Regions from separate parts of the Mus musculus genome. Here region 1 is linked to region 2. The links are chromatin contacts, called in public Hi-C maps. All regions are on one chromosome and are shown on one strand. The core of a region is the stretch at or near the end of the contact, and the rest is flanking DNA. Distances in the headings are between cores, read along the strand shown. Region 1 overlaps Dmgdh (dimethylglycine dehydrogenase precursor). Region 2 holds the start of Bhmt (betaine-homocysteine methyltransferase).

Region 1 (4,432 bases), core at 1,226-3,725, 52 kb after region 2:
GGTCTTTATTTTTATCTCTTCTCAGAGTGACTGTTTCCATGGACTAAGATCAAAGGCCCCTTATTGTTTTCATGCCCTTATCCTCACCGAGGGTCTAAAAGCTCCCTGGAGTCTTCAGGATGAAGATCAAAGGCTCAGCAGGGTCTGGGGCGTGCCCTTCCTTAGCTAACCCTGCCCTTCCTTAGCTAAACCCCTCCCCGCCCCCCCTCCCGCCTGATTTCCTAACCTTCTCCCTTGCCTTGCCTCTATTTCCATTGCTCAAGTGCTTTTCTTGCCCTCAACAGCATCTGCTTTCTAAGTCTGTGTTGTTTTCTTCCTACCTGTTCTGGCTGGATCCACCTCCCCCTCACGAGACACAGAGGGCCCACCCCTGTTGTGTACTGGTAAGCTCATGAGTGCACACTGCTCTAACACACGTGTGCCACTGTTGTTGCTTTAGTAGTTGGTCTTCCCTGCAGAATGTGAGCCGTTTGAAGGCCAGGACTGCCCTCCTGTTTGGTAACCCAGGACTTCACTGAAACAGAAAGACTTTTTAAGAGATGCCAAATGTGCCGGGCGGTGGTGGCGCACGCCTTTAATCCCAGCACTTGGGAGGCAGAGGCAGGCAGATTTCTGAGTTAGAGGCCAGTCTGGTATACAAAGTGAGTTCCAGGGCAGCCAGGACTACACAGAGAAACCCTGTATCGAAAAAACAAAAACAAAAACAAAAACAAAAACAACCAAGAGATGCCAAATGAGCGTTAGGTTACAATCCCTCTCAGCACTTTGGTTCTCTGCAGTTCCTCCTTCTGTCCTCTGGCTGGCCTTCTCCCTTTCTGTCCTGCCTCTTGAGTCTGCACTCAACCCCTCAGCCTGTGCAACTGTTTGCTCCAGCTGCCCTACCGTTTCCTGCAGACAGACAGTTCCCTGCAGACAGACAGTTCCCTGCAGACAGACAGACAGTTCCATCACACCAGAGCTTCGCCTCCCTTTCTTTCACCCAGTTCCTCAGGTTTGCAGTACTGCCCAGCTTACAGGAACACCGACTAAACTGCTGCTGAACAAATATCTCTTCGTAAGATGCAAATGTCTTATGTCTCGATAATGATCGCCACCTTATAAACCTCTCTTACTAGATTTTTCACTGTGCTAGGGAACTGTTTGAGTGCCTGAAGACAATTTATTTATGTGCTTTGCCTGGAATTATTGTCACAGGTGGTGGGATTCCATCAACCAGGTAGTATCAGGCTTGCTACAACTCCTGTAAGGGTGGACGAATTTAAATACCAAATGACGCGAACCAACTGGCACGCCACGGAACAGTATATTATTGAGCCTGAAAAAATCCACGAGCTGTTCCCTTTACTCAACATGAACAAGGTATTTATTGGAAGGACAATTTCACTTTGTCGACTTGAACTAAAAATTATGTTAAAATAATATGTTTCAATGAGTTCATTAAAAGTAGAAATAATGGATGTATACAGTCCATAATACCAACATTAGACGGTAGGTGTTACACTGTGGGCAGGTCACAGTGTAGGCCGTTATTAAGGGATGTCTGCAGGGACAACGAAACCCCTTTTTAGTGACAACTAAGGAAACATTTCTATACCTTTCTGTGACCGGCTCCCTCAGACTGAAGTGCTTTTACACACCAGCTGTCTGATGGGGGATGGCAGCTGCTATGACGACTCTAGAAGGGACTGCTGAAGTTTTAAAAGTCAAGAAGCCCTGTGCCATACTCCCTCCTATGCTGCCTGCTCCTGGTGGCGCCTCCCTCTCAGACCATTCTGGGCAAAGATCTAGACTAACTTTGAATCTCCTTAAGGGAATCCACTTGACAGGGAACTTAATGTTTTTTTTTTGTTTTTTTTTTATCCTTCCAGTTGAGCATAGTATTTTTTTCTTTCTTTAGCAGAATATTGGCAACATTACTGTGGTAGTATTTATGTAAAAGAGACCACGCTAAGCCCTTTCTATGCAAACTCTGGCTACTATGACCCAGAAAACAGAAACTTAAACAATTTACACAGTAGGATAATTTTGTTCAGTTTAGAAGAGCTGGAGGAAAGTTTTGAACCCTGGGCCCTCTCTGACTCTGTCCTGGGTATGGGGAGACAGCAGGTTGCTTGGGGAAGCAGACAGCCATTTCCCTGGTAGTGACTGTGTCAGTAGTTCTGGTCTCTGAGTGTTTGTGTAACTGCTGTGGGTGCTGGGGCGTTGTGCTCTTGTGAGTTTTTACAGGCTGCAGGGACTCTTTCTTGTCCATGGCTTTGTGTGATGGCATTGTCTTCATCGAAGTCCACCTCCACTATACTGCTAAGAATCCATTTATATCCCTTTATATGTCAACTCTGAAACACTTCCTTAGAAGCTCTCATCAATACAGATTTCCTAAAAGTTCTTAAGCAATGGAAACACATGGACCAGGACATGCCAAGCCAAATAGCCATGGGATCACTGCAGAAAGCACAAAGCCATTACAAAACACCAGCGTGACATCCGCAAGTCACCATGGTGTGAATGCCATCAAAACCCAAAGTCTCTTGCACTGGATACATAAGTACAAAGATTAAATTTTAGTAAAAAAACAAATCTGGGCCTAGATGGCATCTCTGATAAATTCTAACAGATAGTTATAGTTGAAGAATTGATATGAATCCTTCACAAAGTCTTCTAAAATTAGAGTTGAATATGTTCCTATACAACCTATAACACTAGTATGTCTCTGGTATAGAAACCAAACAAAAACAAAGGAAGAAAAGGCATACTATTGTTCTTTCTAAATCTAGATGTGAAAGTCTTTAATAAAAATCTAGTAAACTGAATTAACAATTCTATGATATTGCCAAGTAGAGTGTGTCCCAGGAATGCAGGGTTGGTTTAAAGTCTAAATGTTAATCAGTGTAATACTATCACAGTAACAAAGGGCAAAGAGCCCAAAATAATCTAAACAGATGCAGGGAAAATATTTGTCAAGACTCCCTGTTCATAGTTGCTGGCATTTTCTTGCCAAATAGATGAGATCTTGTTATATCATTTGCTATGCTGCTTCTGTCAGCTCACGTCATCCCCCTTCATTCCCTCAGAGTACCTAGGCTGAAGTCGTAACACAGAGGAGGTGTGCAAGAAGTTGGATTATAAACCCAGTATACATTTTCATCAAGCACAAATGTGCACATATATACTGAAATCTAGTACACTCATACCCTAGGCTACCACTCTAGCACCGAACTATAACCCCAGCTCATTTTTTGTTTCTTATTTTGAGGAAAGGTCTCCAAAAGCTTTCCAAGCTGTTCTTGAACTCATTCTATTCCAGGCAGGTGTTGAACTTGGAATCCTGCCTTAGCCTTTCTAATAGCTGGGATTACAGACCTACACCATCAGACCTAGCTGATATTGGGTATACACTAACATATAAATATATTTACAATATTGAATACTTAAATGTTATAACTGATATATCAATTAGAATTAGACTTGGCTTTAAACCTGAAAAACCAAAATAATAATGCTTAAGTCTTTTTCTCATTATTTAAGTACTTGTACTGGCTAGTCTTATGCCAACTTGACATGAGCTAAAGTCATGTGAGAGGAGGTAACCTCAATTGAGAAATGCCTGTAGGGAGGGCACAGCCATGGTGGATGGTGCCACCTCTGGGCTGGTGGTCCTGGGTTCTATAAGAAAGCAGGCTGAATAGACCATGATTAGCAAGTCAGTAAGCAGCACTCCTCCATGACCTCCACATCAGCTCCTGCCTCCAGGTTCCTGCCCTGCTTGAGTTCCTGTCTTGTCTACCTTTAGTGATGAACAGTGATGTGGAAGCCTAAGCTGAAAATCCCTTTTCCTCTCCAAGTTGCTTTGGTCGTAGTGGTCCTTCACAGCAATAGAAACCCTGATTGAGAAAGTATTAAATAGCCACTAAGCCATCAAGGCTTCAATGATCAGGCCACCCTCTAGATCATTACGTTGCCAGTCCAGGGGTTTGACTCTTGTGTTAGTGTTCCATATGTCAGTTGGAGCCCAGCCATCACATCTGAATTTCAGACCCCAGGATGGAGAAACTAACAAAGATGGGCATACGCTAGTTATCTTCTTGGAGTGGCTCTGGAAGCTGCCATATAATCCTTTCCTTTGCACCCCATTGACTAGAACTTAACATTAGCTTTAGCCACTGACTGCAGATAATAGCTGCCAGAAGACTGGAAACTATACACTTTGTTCTTAGTGGCATGGAGACCATTGCAAAGCTTTATCAAGTGGCTTCATGGTGATGAGTGACTAAGCTCTCATTGCGTATCTTGCTCAAATCTAAGTATGACTTAAAAAAGAAAAGACATGTTAACTGCTGTTGAGATCCTTTCTCTCTCTGCTGGCATCAAACTCTAGAACCCTGTGCATGCCAGGCAGGCACTCTGCCACTCAGCTATGTATATGTCTAAATGT
Region 2 (4,686 bases), core at 264-2,763:
TTGATAATTCTCTAAAAATTCCCCCATCTTGCCCCTCCCCCCACTGTATTGTGTTTTCAGACATTGTAGCACTGTGTAGCCTAGACTGGTCTTGAACTCTGAACCTCTTGCCTCTTTCTCCTGAGTGCTGGGATTTCATCCATGCCCCATCAGCCCCTAGTAGAGAGGCTGGTGACATTTGTAAACTTGAATTTGGGAAGTGGATTAGAATCCATGGTTTTACAAATGGGATCAAAGAAGAGGTGTGTGTGTGTGTGTGTGTGGTGTGATAAGCCATCTTTGTAGTCTTCAGGGGACATCATTTAGTAAATCTATGGACTGGCAGTAATTGAAACCTTACTTGACTCACATACCCTTCTCACACACTGGCATGAAGTCTCCCTCAGGGGCATGGTGTTTACATTTTAACAGGGTTAGCTTTCTTCCTCCCCCTCCCATAGATGTCTTTTTGAATTGGTGTTTGTCCCTTTACAAACTGGGCACACTCAGGTGGTTCCCCAGCAGGGGAGAACTGAGGGTTATGGTCAGCCTGGCTCCATCTGTCTCCCAGCCACCTCCTGAGGTCTTGTGTGCCTGGGTTTGATATCAGATCCAAGTATATTATCCCCATCTATGCCTACATCCCCTAACACAGAAGGTCAGATTTGGACTGACCTCCTGGGTCCAGCAGGCATTTTGTTTTTTTAGAATTCTGTGAACAGTCCTTCCTCAGCGTCTTAAAACCATTCTACTTATTTGTTTCTGAAACCGTAAGGCAATCGGGCCGGCTCTGCAGCTGCCTGCCCCTCCTGCACCCGGCAAGCCACCAGCCAGAGCCAACTCCCACTGTGGGAAATTGCACCCCTGGATCCATGAGCAGCTTCTCTGGGATATTTCTCTGGTCTTTAGGGGTGCTGCACTCATGAAGGGTTGAGTCTGATGGGCTGAAGGGAGCACCCTGACATCCAAAGTGGCTGTCTTGTGCCTTGTGTCACTCCACAGATAGGTCCAAGGTGGAGCCAGAAGTGCAGGAGGGCCAGAGACCATATAGAATACACTATTGTTAGAAGAAACCCCCAGTCAGAACTCAAAGTTCTGAGTGCCCCTTTTGACCTAACACTGCCAACTAGAAGGATGCTGGGCCACAGCCAGGCTCCAAGCACCTCTCTGCGCTTGCTGACATTGGGGGTACCCAGCTGATGGTGTATTGAGAGCTCTCTCCGGCTCCCTGCACACTCACCTTCTTGGCCTTCTTGCCAGCAACTGGTGCCATCTTTCCGGTGTAGTGAGTGGCGCTGAACACAGCTGCGGATTGGAGGGTAGCTGTTCCCAGCAAAGTCTGTGCTGCTGGGCCGCTGCTGGTCTCTTTATACAGCAGCTAGAGTTCCCTAGCCTTGGCCAGGTCCAACACATGGCCTCAGGCAGGGAACACGCCCACCAGCCTTTGAATTAGGCCAGGGGCTAGCTGGGAAGCTGCCTGTGGGAGGAGAAGTCGAGATTGGTCTCCTAGATGGGTGGAAACGCGAAGTTAAGATAAGAAAAAAATACTGAGGTCGCTGCTAGCTCGTCTGCACACTGACCTTTGTCCAATAGCAGGCCTCTGACCTTGATCTGGGGTCAGGTATCCATGACCCACTTAAGCTGCCAGACCATACCCCCAAGAATTCCACTCAGTGACCAAATATTTGACAAAGGCGAAGATACAAGATCATTGCATGAGGATGCGATGCCCGGCAAGAACTTGGCACAGAGTGTAAACTGCATGACCTACATCTGGCACAAGTAACATAACTTGCCCTTTGCAGAAGCGCTCAGTGCCAATCCTCCAAGTAGTGGGTTTGTTCTCAGTGACCTTACAGGCAGGCTTTTGGCGGTTTCTGGTAACCGTGGCACCATCTAACAAGCACAGTGTCTAACAAGTAAAAGGCAAAATGGAAAAGATCCTGAAGATCTTAAAGCTCCACATGAAAAACCAAAGCGAAGCAAACCCCAGAGGAACCAGAAGCAGCCTCCAGTGCAGTGGAGCGCAGCGGACTGCTGATGTAAAAAGGTGTTTAACCTTTGGCGATTCATGATAATTCCCTAAATATTTAAAAAAAAAACACGATGATATAAAAACACTAGAGATCTCACCTACAAAAACTGCCCAACATATTAGTAAATACTTAAAGACAACAAATAAGCACTGGAGGCTATTTTCCTCCTGCGGAACAATGGTCTCAATTGCACACATGCAGAAGAAATTACAGTAGCAGACAACACATTGGTAAAAGTTTAAAGTGATGTATGAATGATATACAATGAGACAGCTTTTTTACAAGTCCATTTCCCTCTGATAAATATGTAAAAACTTAAAAATGGAAAAAAAGAGAGAAAAGATATATTGAAATTAATTCAAGTGACAGACAATATTTTACTGCCCCTCCCGCCACCCCCATCCATCAACCCTATACACTATCAGGAGTCTGGAAGAACGAGGTACATTCACAGTACATTAATGCCATCTTTGGCAGGGTCCACATCTTCCCCCACTAATGTCCTGGAGAAGCTAAGTAAGTAATAGTTAATGAATGCCCTTGCTGTCTATAGCAGTAATAGCCGATATTGGTGCACTACACTGGGGACTCCAGGCACTAGAGGGCTTTACCTGGGTTTACACACATATCCAGACCCTACAAAACAGTGGGGATTTTAAACTAGTAGCTTTGGGCTAGAAGGATAGCTCAGTGGTTACGAGCACTAGCGGTTCTTCCAGAGGACTCGGGTTTGATACCCAGCACTCACATGGCAGCTCACAACTGTCTGCAACTCCAGTTCCAGGGGATCTGATATCCTCCCCTCACACAGACATATATGCAGGCAAAATGGCAATGCACAAACAAACAAAACCTAGTAGATTTAAATTGGAAACAAATCATGAAGTTTTAGTAAATAATATAATCATACAGCAATTAAAAAAAAAAAAGATTGTCCTAGCTGCTGTTGCAAATTCAAGTCCTTGCTCTGGATAAAACCATCTTTAAAAAAAAAAGAAGACTTAGAATTATGTATATGAGCATGCATGTGTGCACACAAGTGCAGGTGACCGTGAAGAACCAGTCACATATCAGATGCCCTGGAGCTTTAGAGAATCCAAGCCAAGTCCTCTGGAAAAGCAGGGGGTGCTCTTCCCTGCTGAGCCATCTTTCCTAGCCCAGGAAATAACTACTCTGATCAGCCCACCAACTTTCTGGGGAAATGCTATGTCCATTTCAGAATAAGCATGTTTATTAGAATTCGTATGTGAATGTGGGGATTCTTTGTTCTCTGAATGCTCACTGACTTCTCCTTTCCCCACATGATTCATAGGCAGCTGCTGAAAGATTTTTATACCTTTTCTTCCAGCCCTCAACTAGGTCTATGGAAATGCCATCCACCTGCCGTTTCCACGCTGGATACTAAACCCACAGTTTGCTGAGTGCTATGGTGCCCAGGCATCAGATGTGTCTTCTCCAGGTTGTTATTTATTTCCCCACAGGGCTGTGCATCCCTACAGGCAGATGGGAAGAACTCTTACAATCAGCACATCTCCAGTTCCTTTGCCCTGATCCCAAAGAACTAAGTCCATGGCAGCATGCTCTGTAATAGGCAGGTCTTGGGAGAATGCCTGTGTTCTTTGATCTCTGCTTCCACAACGAGACAAGATGAGGGAGGTCAAATGGTTGAAGTCCTTGCCTAGTGCAAAATGTTCAGAGTTAAAAATAAATCCCAAGAGAGAGGAGGGTTCGATCTGGAAATTTAATTCCTGAGTTTCATAACCTCAAAAAGAGAGATTATTGTTCTGGCTTTGATCTGCCCAGAACCTCAGAAACATTTATTAAATCCCACTTGGCAAACATGAAGGCCTGTAAGGCGGGGATTTTCGACACTGTGCATGGAGCTAGAGATGAAGAACACCCCCTTCTTTGTGTACCCCAAAGAGGAAGTAGACAGTGTCCCTCATCAATGTTAATGACCTTCTTATCAATATGTAGGTGGCAAATGTCGGGGGCCTTCATCTCCGGTTTAGTTGGGATTTCCTTTTAAATGGAGTAGGGGCTGAGGTGTAGTTACATGGCACAGTGCTTGCCTTGCATGCATCAAGGAAGCTCTGGATTTGACCTCAAGTGACTCTTAGAAAAATAAATGAATGACTGAATAAATGAAGCAATTAAATGTGAAACTGACTTTTCTCAGATCTTTTAAAACTATTATTATAAACCATGAGTCTCTGAGCTCTAAACTATTGAAGATGCTTTGTATTTTAATACAGGGTTTAGTAACATTTGACACCTGTGTAGAGCTCTTTGCAAACTGGTGACAGAAGTGTAGCCAATGTCCATGTTTCTTTTGACAAAGCCAGTATTTATTAAGAAGGAAACTGTGATTCCTTTGTGCAGGGCATTCACCCCTTCCTGTGTACCATCCACGCCATGCTCAGTGTGCTACATACATCTGATTTGTACACTTTTCAGCCTCTGCTGAAGGGTGTGTGTGTGTGTGTGTGTGTGTGTGTGTATGCATGCTTGTGTTTGTGGAGAGCAGAGGTCAATTTCTCAATTTCTGCTTTAACTTCACAGTGCACTCTCTCTCTGTCTCTCTCTCTCTGTCTCTCTCTCTCTCTTTCTCTCTCTCTCTCTCTTTCTCTCTCTCCCTCCTTCCCTCCCACCCCCCACTCCCCTAGCACTC

Evidence for each region. Hi-C and Micro-C count contacts between places; a contact is called where the count stands out from the background.
Region 1: a Hi-C map of liver shows a contact between it and region 2, with 2.5 times the contacts expected there. The contact joins the enhancer-like site here to the promoter of Bhmt in region 2. A contact is called at or near these places in 6 of 39 promoter capture datasets (the 3T3-L1 cell line, the C10 cell line, liver and 1 more), 11 of 484 Hi-C or Micro-C datasets (cortical neurons, embryonic fibroblasts, embryonic stem cells and 3 more), 5 of 115 datasets of contacts at active chromatin or transcription factors (embryonic stem cells, hepatocytes, liver and 1 more) and 2 of 9 other capture datasets (adipose tissue and pancreatic islet).

Annotation. Positions count from the first base shown.
Region 1 is chr13:93,687,331-93,691,762 of GRCm38.p6, forward strand. Dmgdh (dimethylglycine dehydrogenase precursor) reads left to right here. Exons shown (of 16, transcript NM_028772.3): 4 at 1,195-1,359. Among named protein-coding and RNA genes, the nearest start is that of Dmgdh, 15 kb to the left of the region's middle. Within about 2 kb of position 2,476, at least 4 of the 459 cell types and tissues checked have an H3K27ac peak or open chromatin away from gene starts, as enhancers often do. A contact at or near this core is called in hepatocytes and liver, where this site is marked.
Region 2 is chr13:93,636,245-93,640,930 of GRCm38.p6, forward strand. It overlaps Bhmt (betaine-homocysteine methyltransferase), which reads right to left and starts at 1,514. Exons shown (of 8, transcript NM_016668.3): 1 at 1,220-1,514. The coding sequence starts at 1,252.